2 separate regions of the Hordeum vulgare genome follow, and region 2 is linked to region 1. The links are chromatin contacts, called in public Hi-C maps. All regions are on one chromosome and are shown on one strand. Each heading gives the region's core, a stretch centred on a gene start, on an enhancer-like site or on the middle of the called end of the contact. The rest is flanking DNA. Distances are from core to core; before and after follow the strand shown. Region 1 holds the start of LOC123424528 (mRNA-capping enzyme-like). Region 2 holds the start of LOC123424530 (prostaglandin E synthase 2).

Evidence for each region. A called contact is a pair of places that touch in the nucleus more often than the background predicts.
Region 2: a contact with region 1 is called in a Hi-C map of seedling, with 1.7 times the contacts expected there. The contact joins the promoter of LOC123424530 here to the promoter of LOC123424528 in region 1. A contact is called at or near these places in 2 of 6 Hi-C or Micro-C datasets (seedling and an unstated tissue) and 1 of 1 datasets of contacts at active chromatin or transcription factors (embryo).

What each region holds. Positions count from the first base shown.
Region 1 is chr2H:19,321,284-19,326,234 of MorexV3_pseudomolecules_assembly, reverse strand. It overlaps LOC123424528 (mRNA-capping enzyme-like), which reads left to right and starts at 3,697. Exons shown (of 18, transcript XM_045108157.1): 1 at 3,697-3,738; 2 at 3,965-4,134. The coding sequence starts at 4,015.
Region 2 is chr2H:19,556,748-19,561,522 of MorexV3_pseudomolecules_assembly, reverse strand. It overlaps LOC123424530 (prostaglandin E synthase 2), which reads right to left and starts at 3,277. Exons shown (of 6, transcript XM_045108159.1): 1 at 2,858-3,277; 2 at 1,196-1,330; 3 at 1,018-1,093. The coding sequence starts at 3,176.

The sequences.
Region 1 (4,951 bases), core at 2,448-4,947:
ACGTATCAATCTTCACCATCACCGGCGCTCCGTCACGCTGCTGGAGAACTCATCTACTCCCCCGTCTCTCTTGCTGGATCAAGAAGGCGGAGATCGTCATCGAGCTGTACGTGTGTTGAACGCGGAGGTGCCGTCCGTTCGGTGCTAGATTGGGTCGGATCGTGGGACGACAGTGATTTGAATCACGAAGCTGTATCACTACATCAACCGCGTTTATTAACGCTTCCCGCTTAGTGATCTACAAGGATATGTGGATCCGATCTCCCTCTCGTAGATGAACATCACCACGATAGGTCTTCGTGTGCATAGGAAATTTTTTGTTTCCCATGCAACGTTCCCCATCACCCCTCCCCTAAGTGCCCATGCGCCTTGGTGGTAGGTGGGGAGGTGCCTTGCGGAGGAGGGACTCCTCCCCTAAGCACCCACCTCCCTTGGAGGAGGGCTAGGTCAATGCCTCACCTACCCCTTCCTCTTATAAATATAAGGGGAGCGGGAGGGCAGCCGTACCCAAGCCTTTGGCGCAACCCTCCCTTTCTTCCTACTCCCTTTTCTCCTCCGGCCGCGATTTCGGTAGCGCTCGTCAAAGACTTGCCGGGATAGCACCATCACCATCACCGTCGCCTCATCGTGCTGCTGGAGATCCCATCTACTACTCCACCCTCGCTCACTGGATCGAGGAGGTGGAGACGTCATCGAACTACACGTGTGTTGAATGCGAAGGTACCATCCGTTCGACGCTAGATCGGGACGGATCATGATTCGATCGTAAAGAAGTACGACTACATCAACTGCGTTATAAACGCTTCCGCTTAACGGTCTACAAGGATACGTAGACACACTCTTCCTGTCGTTATTATGCATCTTCATATATAGATCTTGGGTGTTCGTAGATTTTTTTGTTTTCCATGCTTCGTTTCCCAACAGTTATGACCAACAACATGCATGAACATGGCTACTTGCTCTTCCACAACGTGGATGCTATCTTCTAGCAGCCCTTTTACTGAACGGTTGCACAAGCCCGACGAAAGGAGCTATTTTCATGCAAAGCATCCATAAAGCCTCTATGTCGTTGTAGTTGTAGATGTAGTTCAGATTCTCCATCCTCTCCTTATCCCGGAGTAACATCGGACCATACCGGATGAAAGGCTTCTCTTTCCGATGTACAACTCTCTTATGGACCAACATGATCCAGGCCTGAACCACAGCTATCAGCGATGCTGAAGCTTCGTCCGTTCATCGACAACCTAAGCGATATCCATGATGCGGTCAATGATGGCGCTACCAACCCTAAATGGTCCTAACAGAGGAGGGGGTAGCTTATCAGCTTCGGGGTCGGAAGAGACATGAGGGGACGAGGATGGGCGAACGAAGTCAAAAAAGAAGGGGAGAAGCAGCTGCCGCTGTCGGGGAGTGCTGCTTCCGCCACCAATGCCGCCGTCGTCGTCGCAAACCACAGATTTGAGTCATCGTCACCGTTGGTGCGAATAAGGGAGGATGGATTGTCCTAGAGTTAGGGCTGAGCGAGTTAATGGGATGGTGAGGGTATATTTCACGCTATCCCGCCTCCGTCGATTTCCCCCTACCGCCATCTCCGACCGAATCCCCCCTGCACCACGCCTACGCCGTGTTTTGCTTTTGCGTCCGACTTAGCCGGGCTCACTATAAACTGCTAGTTCGAGCATTTCCGGTGAGCTAGGCTCTTGGGTGCTTTAAGGGTGTGTTCAGTTGGGGGAACCAAGTGGAACGACACGAGCCGGTTCCGTCCCAAAGGCCCATTCACGTGTTTGGATTGACAGAGGAACCGGAACCAGTCGATTCCAGGGAATGACATATTCCCTGGATATGCCGTTCCGCGCGGTCTCTCCAAATCGAACGGACCACGCGGAACCGACCCTTCTCTCGTGCCGCCTCGCCTGCGCGTGTGCTCCGCCGTTGCTTTCCCGCGTGTGTCCTCCACTGCTGCTCGTCCGCGTGCTTCGCCGTCTCTGCAGCTGCTCGCCCGCGTGTGCGGCCGCCGCCGCTCATCCGCGTGCGTCGCTGCCGCCGCCGCTCATCCGCGTGCGTCGCTGCCGCCGCTCAACCGCGTGAGTAGCCGGCTACACCTGCTCGCTTGCGTGCGCGGCCGCCGCTGCTCGTCCGTGTGCGCGGCCGCTACTTCTGCTCTTCCGCATGCATCGCTACCGTCGCTCGTCCACGTCCGCCGCCGCCGCTGCTCGACCGTGTGCGCCGCCGCTCATCCGCGTGCGTCGCTGCCGCCGCCGCTCATCCGCGTGCGTCGCTGCCGCCGCTCAACCGCGTGAGTAGCCGGCTACACCTGCTCGCTTGCGTGCGCGGGCCGCCGCTGCTCGTCCGTGTGCGCGGCCGCTACTGCTCTTCCGCATGCATCGCTACCGTCGCTCGTCCACGTCCGCCGCCGCCGCTGCTCGACCGTGTGCGCCGCCGCCGCTGCCCTGGTGTGGGGTGCTTCTCCGTTCTTCTCCTAAGAACCATTTCATCCTATATTGTTCCATTCTAACCGAACACCAAGATGAAAGACATTTCACTTGGTCCCCAACCGAACACACCCTAAGTTTCATGCCGATGTGAACCAGGCCTCCTTGCACACAATCAAACGGCTCATTTTCTTTTCGTTATGGTCTGGTTGGGCTCTATGCAGCCTACCAAACGCGTCCATTAGACTACCCACAATGAGAGTAACATAGGTAGTAACATAGATGCCACCTAAGCAAGAAATATGATTTGTCAACTAATTAATGAAAAAAGAGAAATTGAGTAACTTAGCATACTAGAAGTAACATATCGGATACCAAGGCAAGATGAGTCTATAGGCTAATAAATGAAAGACTCAATGTTACTACCCCCTTCGTCACAGTTTAAAGGCATGCACGTGTACTTAGATCATCAATTTAACTTATATAAAATATATTGTTTAACATAAAAATTATATCATTACAAAATAGAACATCTAAAGTTTCCAATCATATATATTTTTGTTATATATGCCTCTCATTAAATTGGTCAAATTAACGACCTAGATACATGTGTCAGACTTGTAAACTGAGACCAAGGAAGTACCCCTATGTTACTATTGACTGTGGAGGTAATAACTTAGACTAGTAATATATACTCCCTCTGTCCCAAAATAAGTGACTCAAAAATAACTTAACTTTATACTAAAGTTAGTGTAAATTTAAATCAGTTTTGAGTCACTTATTTTGAAACGAAGGGATTATATGTTACTACTTTTATGTTACTCGTCATTGTGAGTAGTCTTATTGTTATGTACTCTATATATTTTTAGAATTATTCTTTTGGCAAGGAAAACGGAGATGTGAGAAGAAAAAAAGCCGGGGCTCCACTTCCGGTCTCACGGATGCTTGCCACGTATCTCTGAGGTGCACGGCCTATTCCCTCAAGCGAGCGGACGTCCCCAAGAGCTCCCCCGACTCACCAGACCAGACAGGGCCTCCTTCCCGAGCGCGACAGCTAGGGTTACTATCCGCCGCCGGCCGACCCACCGCCACCACCGGTGTCCCTCCGCCGCGTCGCGCCCAGCCGGCCCAAACCTCCGCTGCCCCGCCGCCGGTACAGGATCCCAGGCAGCGCGTCCCTCCGCTGAGCAGCCGCCCCCCACCAGCAGCGCCTCCCTCAATCCCTTCCTCCCAGGAGCAGCCGCCCCCCCCCCCCCCCCCCCCCCCCCCCCCCCCGGAGCTACGCCGGCGACCAGTCCATAGGCAGGTAGCCACCTCCCCTCCCTCTCCCCTCTCCCCTCCACCCCCCTCTCGCATCCTCTGTTCGTTCAGTTTTTTTTCCTGATTTTCGCATTAGATGAGCACTCATGCCTTCACTGCATCGCGCTCGTCAACTGCAGTTGAAATTAGCTCTGATTTAGAGGTGACCATGTTCGTCCAGCGTCTTATTATGCTGATTAGTCTGTCTGACACATCTGCCCACCTCTTTTTAGGTGTCAGTTTCAAATGGTTATCTAGAGGCAAATACATTGAAGGGTCCTCAATGGATTTGAATGCATCACCGTTGCCCGAGGACGATGACCAGGGTTATGAAGAGCCAGTTGAGCTTGATTTCGGACAGGATGAAGATCATGTCGAGTCTGCTGTTGAGATAATGAGAAGGGTAAATAAAATCCTCTCTTCTGGCCATAAAATGAATTACACAGTTGATTGCTTTTGTTCTTCGGTGGTGATACTGGTAAACTGCAAGATATATGCATATAATATAATTGATGGTGTAATTAGCAGCATCAGCGAAGGTCCTCCTTGAGTCGATGGCATGGTTTTGAACTTTTGTCGTTTGTAACTACAGTACATGTGACATTACGTTTTAAGCGGCATGTTAGGCTATAATAACTCGCAATATAAGGACCATGATATTGTCTCTTTTGAAGATAACCATGCCATCATGTTACTTTTATTGCTAGCCATGCAGCATTGGTTTTCATGCTTTTGGTTTATGTTTCTTTCAGCTTATGTAGTTCTTGGATCTGGTTGTGGCCTATGGCAAGAGCGAAGGTGTTCTTTCCACCACCTGTATTCGGTCTTTAGGACACAGCCTGTCATATTTAATCTGACCACACATTCATGCATGTTAAGTGGGACAGCGTGCGGTCACGTCAAGTGGGGTGTCCAGTATTTTCTTCTTGTGTGTACAAGATGTCAATGTGTGTATGTGTGTTTGTGTGTGTGTGTGCGTGCGCGCGTACTTGTGTCGTATGTGTCCCTCTTTGTATTTTTCCCTCAAAAAGCTCACGTGGCTCTATTTGTTACTCCCTCCGTTCACAAATATAAGATGTTCTAACTGTTTCTGAATCGAATGTATATAGACACATTTTAGCGTGTTTGTTCACTCATTTCAGTCCGTATGTAGTCCATATTGAAATATACGAAACATCTTATATTTGTGAACAAGAGGGAGTATTAAATTAAGTTGTTTG
Region 2 (4,775 bases), core at 2,028-4,527, 240 kb before region 1:
TACTCGTCAACTCAAGGGAAAAGCACAAAGTTGGCCAAAGCTACATCTGCTAAAAGCCTAAAAGTAGTGATCACTAAAGTTTATCTTGTGTAGTTTTCAGGCCATGGATAAAATGCAGTAGGGATGGGCATCTGGTTTATTTAGTAAAGCCCATAGAAATAGCAACAAACCAAAAAAAAGGAGACACCAAACCTAATAAGCAATTTATATAGGTCCATTTTTTGCGGGGGGTTTATATAGGTCCTGTAACCCATTTATATAGGTCCTGTCATCCGTGTATGCAGAACCAATTTATATAGGTCTTGTCATCTGTTTTCGGTTAAGCAACTAATTCACAACATCAAAATAGCAGTTCAGCTGCTTTCGCAATCAGTAAAACAGTAGCAGAACATCAGCTCAGGGAGTATATCAGCAGCACAAACACAAAGGCCTATATGTGGAGGAGCACCAGGGCCAAGGAAATGAATGGACGCAACTATGCTGGGGCATAGATGTGCCAGAGCTAAGAAGGTGTACGAGTCCCTCCACGAGGGCAGAGAGAATGGAGCAACTATGGCTAGATTCCTGGGAGTTAAGGTTGGTTTGGGAATGTGAATTGTATGATGAGTCATGGGTTAGATTGGGCCTTATGCCAGTGGTTTGGGATATGATAGGTTGGGGTCGGCATTAAATAATTCATGGATGAGATTGGACTTTATGCCAGCAGCCGGCAACATGATGCACGTAGCTATTTTCTTCTTTATAAGGACTTAATACTGCAAAATGAAAATAAAAGAATTTCGATCTGTTGAGTATGGTCTTCCAGACACCTTGGCATGGGAAAGCTCTTGGTATCGTCAATTAACTTGCTAAGTAAAACACTGCCAATAAGTAAAATGGGTGTGTACTAAGTATTTGTAATGGAAAGAAATATGCAACTGAACCTCTAAAACATATAATGCTAAAGAAAGGGAGCACCAAAGACAACATTAACATCTAACGCATAGTTGCACACCAATCAATTAAAAAATCACATACTTGCGCCATTTTGTTTCCTCTTCATTAGTGACTTCATCATCAGGGCTGATCCTGTGCTGTAATATATTGATTATGTCTGCCAACAAGAAATAAATAAATGTTAACACAAGAGTACTTGAAGCTGCAACAAAGTGAAGGACATGAATTGCAAAAGAAACTTGTAGGTAACAAGCGTAACCTGTAGAATCAACCAGATGTTCACCATCTACCGTCAATATTGGGACCTTCTTGTACTCAGACCACTTGATTTCCTTTTTGCTCAGTGGATTAACTTCCACAACTTTGTAGGGTATATCATGATAGTCTAGGAAAGCTAAACAAAGCCAATAGAAAACAGTTAAGACTCAAGGTGATTGTGCAGAACACAGGCAGTAATATGTCAGAACAACCTACAAGTCTCTAGCAATCAACTTCAAATATTTTGAAATTCTGAATCACCAGTACTCCTTTGAAATGTCAAAACAAAAATCCTGACCATTATAAAAATGCAATAACGAAATTAGTGCATCCAGTTTCAAAACTTAGTTATCCAATTATATTTAACTGAACTTAGATGATTTGCAAGTTTCTCTAACCAATCCATACCAGCATAAAAATCTCGAAAGTATAAAACAAGCTGCCTCAGCCCAATACGTGGAACCATTTCAAAAATGCTTTCTCAATAGCAGGGGACATTTTCTTGCTTAATATCAATAGCTTTCGCATCAGATCTTTATAGTGGTACTTTCCATACAAGAATACCAGACTCAATTTCTGAACTGAACTAGGACTCTTTACCTAACTCTACTGATACTCTTTACAACAGAAAGCCAAATCCTACCGGACAACATATGCACCAAGCTGCCACATAAATAGGGCTGCAGCCTGGGCCTTGGCCTAACACATAAAAATACCATATGGGAGTGCTGTAGCTGAGGTTGGCAGGCCCACCACAGGGGAAGGAGAAAAGATGGTCTGTGTATAACGAGAAAGGGTTAAAATGCACGTGCTTATAAAAGGTTGTCCTCCTGACATTCCAATCTAGTCTCCAGCTAATAAATACAGGGATAAGACCCTATCACTAACATACAAACAAAAAACTGAAGATTTACAATTACAATAATCCTTAGTAATGCATAGATAATGCATATATCTCTGTCTAAATTAGCTTTATGTACCCTCTTCTTGTACATATACAAACATCCCAAAAGATAGGAATGTCTACTGCTTTCCCCAAAAAAACTATGTTTTAGTTATGATGATGAATCAACATAGCTTCATATCTTTTTGCGGCTCTTGAGTGTAGTAGAAATATTTTTCAAGCATAATGTTTGCATTGCTTGGATGAATACAGTATGATTGCAGACAAGCACAACTAATGGTCTCAAACAAGCACAATTGATGATTTCAAACAAGAATAACACAATACTTATTGATCTTGAACCATGCCAATACACGCAGAAATGGCACCAGATGGGACCACCAGGTCAGAAAGCATTCTACATTTGCCAATTATAAAGCCATACAAGCAGAGATGAATAACTCTATAGGTGCTTAGCCATAGATTTCCCCAACAGCCCTTTAGTCTCTAGCAGGAGCAGAAATAATATGTTGACAAGCTCCGATTACAGTCCAATTCGATCCGATGAGAACAAATTCTTCTAACCAACATACAAATCTACCCTAATACACTACAAAATCGTACTCTAGATTTTAAAGCCATGCCAACTCTGATCGAATCTGTCAGCGCAACGGGATCTCGCCATTTTCTAAAGAGCCGAGGCGCGAATCGAAAAAATGCTAGCACTAAGGCAGCGTCAATCAATATGGATCCGAGGGAGCAATTGGGGAGCAACCTCACCTCTGACCTTGTTGCAGAAGGGGCAGGCCTGGTACTGGTAGAGCACGACGTTCCGGGGCAGCAGATCCGAGGGCAGCCGCTCCTTGGCCTGCACCTCGGCCACCGCCACCGTGGCGAACGTCAGGGAGAAGGAGACCGCGCCGGCGATCCCGGCCCGGGACGACGGCCCCGGGCAGGGCGTCGGCGTAGGCGGCGGCGGCGGGGCGTTGCCCCAGCGCCCGGCCGCGGCGGGGGAGGCCGCGGCGGCGTGGAGCGCGCGCGAGGAGAGGAGGAACGAGCGGGAGGCGAGCAGGGTCTGCGCCGCGCGGAGCGACCTCATCGTGGCCCTAGGGTTTCGCCGGAGGAGCGGCCGCCTCGTCGGCGTCGGGGGTGGGAGGGGGGTGGGGAGGGGCTTCGCGTCTCGGCCTGGATGGAGCTGGAAGATGCCTAAAACCCTGGGTTTAAAATTATAATTTAATCCCCCAATTGAAAGAAAACAGTTTTACAGTTTGTTCCTTCAGTTATGAATAAATTACGTCATGTTATGGGAATGGAGCTGAGTCGGGGGCAGGTGCGAATAGCTTGATTGTGAGGGACCTCTCTGTTTTTTTCTCTGTAGCAGCGGGTACTTCTTGCGGGAGAAGAAAGGGAGGGCGTGAATGTTATCGACGGAAGTATGGAAGTGTACCCTCACTGACACGTGGGCCTGTGGCGTGTTCGCGGCCCATCTGTCAGCTGGAATAACGGAGTGTACGTGTCGTATTAAAAGGTTGTGGAGAATGGGGGCTCGAGTGGCTACGACCGGCTGAACGTGACAACGCGCGCGCGGCCAACTTTGGAACACATAGCTTTGGTGAACACCACGATTTCCCCTCAACGCTTTATTAGCATCAACATATCTTCTACTATCTTCTATTCTTAAATAGTTGTAACCCACTATCTATTTTTTCTTCTCATGCAATCATGCCACATCATCAAGTCATGCATTTAGTTATAAATACTTATTTTCCATAAGTTATAATGTGTGCACTAATGTACACGTTATTTCACTAATTTTTGTCATGGACATAAGCGGTATATACTTTAGCGCAAATATATGTAGATCATGTTACACTTTTTTATGCATCTCCTTGTCAAATGCTTCATGTGAGTTATTATTCTTAAAATATAAAACGAGAGCAATCATAATATTTTTTTTAGCAAATAGTTTTTGTTTATCAACACCTATTTATATATCTATTTATCATGTTTTCCGCAGCAACGCGCGGGGCATCATCTAGTTTCTTTTGCTTGCGGTGTCTTTTCTTTGCGAGGGTAAAAAGTGTTTTATTCGAGAGTTATAGGATTAAAAGCATGCGATGTATGAATCTCAAACGGTACGATAATAAAACAGTCATCACTGAAATGAACTATGTGTACGGTTGATCCCTCAAGCACGATTCATATAAGACTTCGTTGTGCGATATGTGTAATACAGTTAATTCACATGAACTGTTTACGATTAATAACCAAAATAACACAAACGACTCTACGCACATGTATGCGATTGAGGGCATATAGTTTACTTGAATAAACTGTTTGTGATGATCCAGCAGAATACAAACGATTCAGTGTAACAAGATGTATGTGCTACCTGACAAACCGATCAGTAATCAGAATCGTGTGTGAACACCAAAAATAACATACATTATTGTTGCTAACAAGATATGTGTGTTGTAGGCAAAATCTTGGTGGTAAACAATTGTCGACGGTTGATGAAATCATTACCGGCGCTACACAGGGGACGACTGTTTGCTACTCCTTCCTTTCGGGTTTATAGGGTTCATATCAAAAATTTCAGATTTTTATTATATTAGGCTCATTTTGAGTCTAATTGAATTAAAATGCTTTGAGTCTCACGCCATATTTAATTCATAAAGATAAGAAAAAACAAATTAGT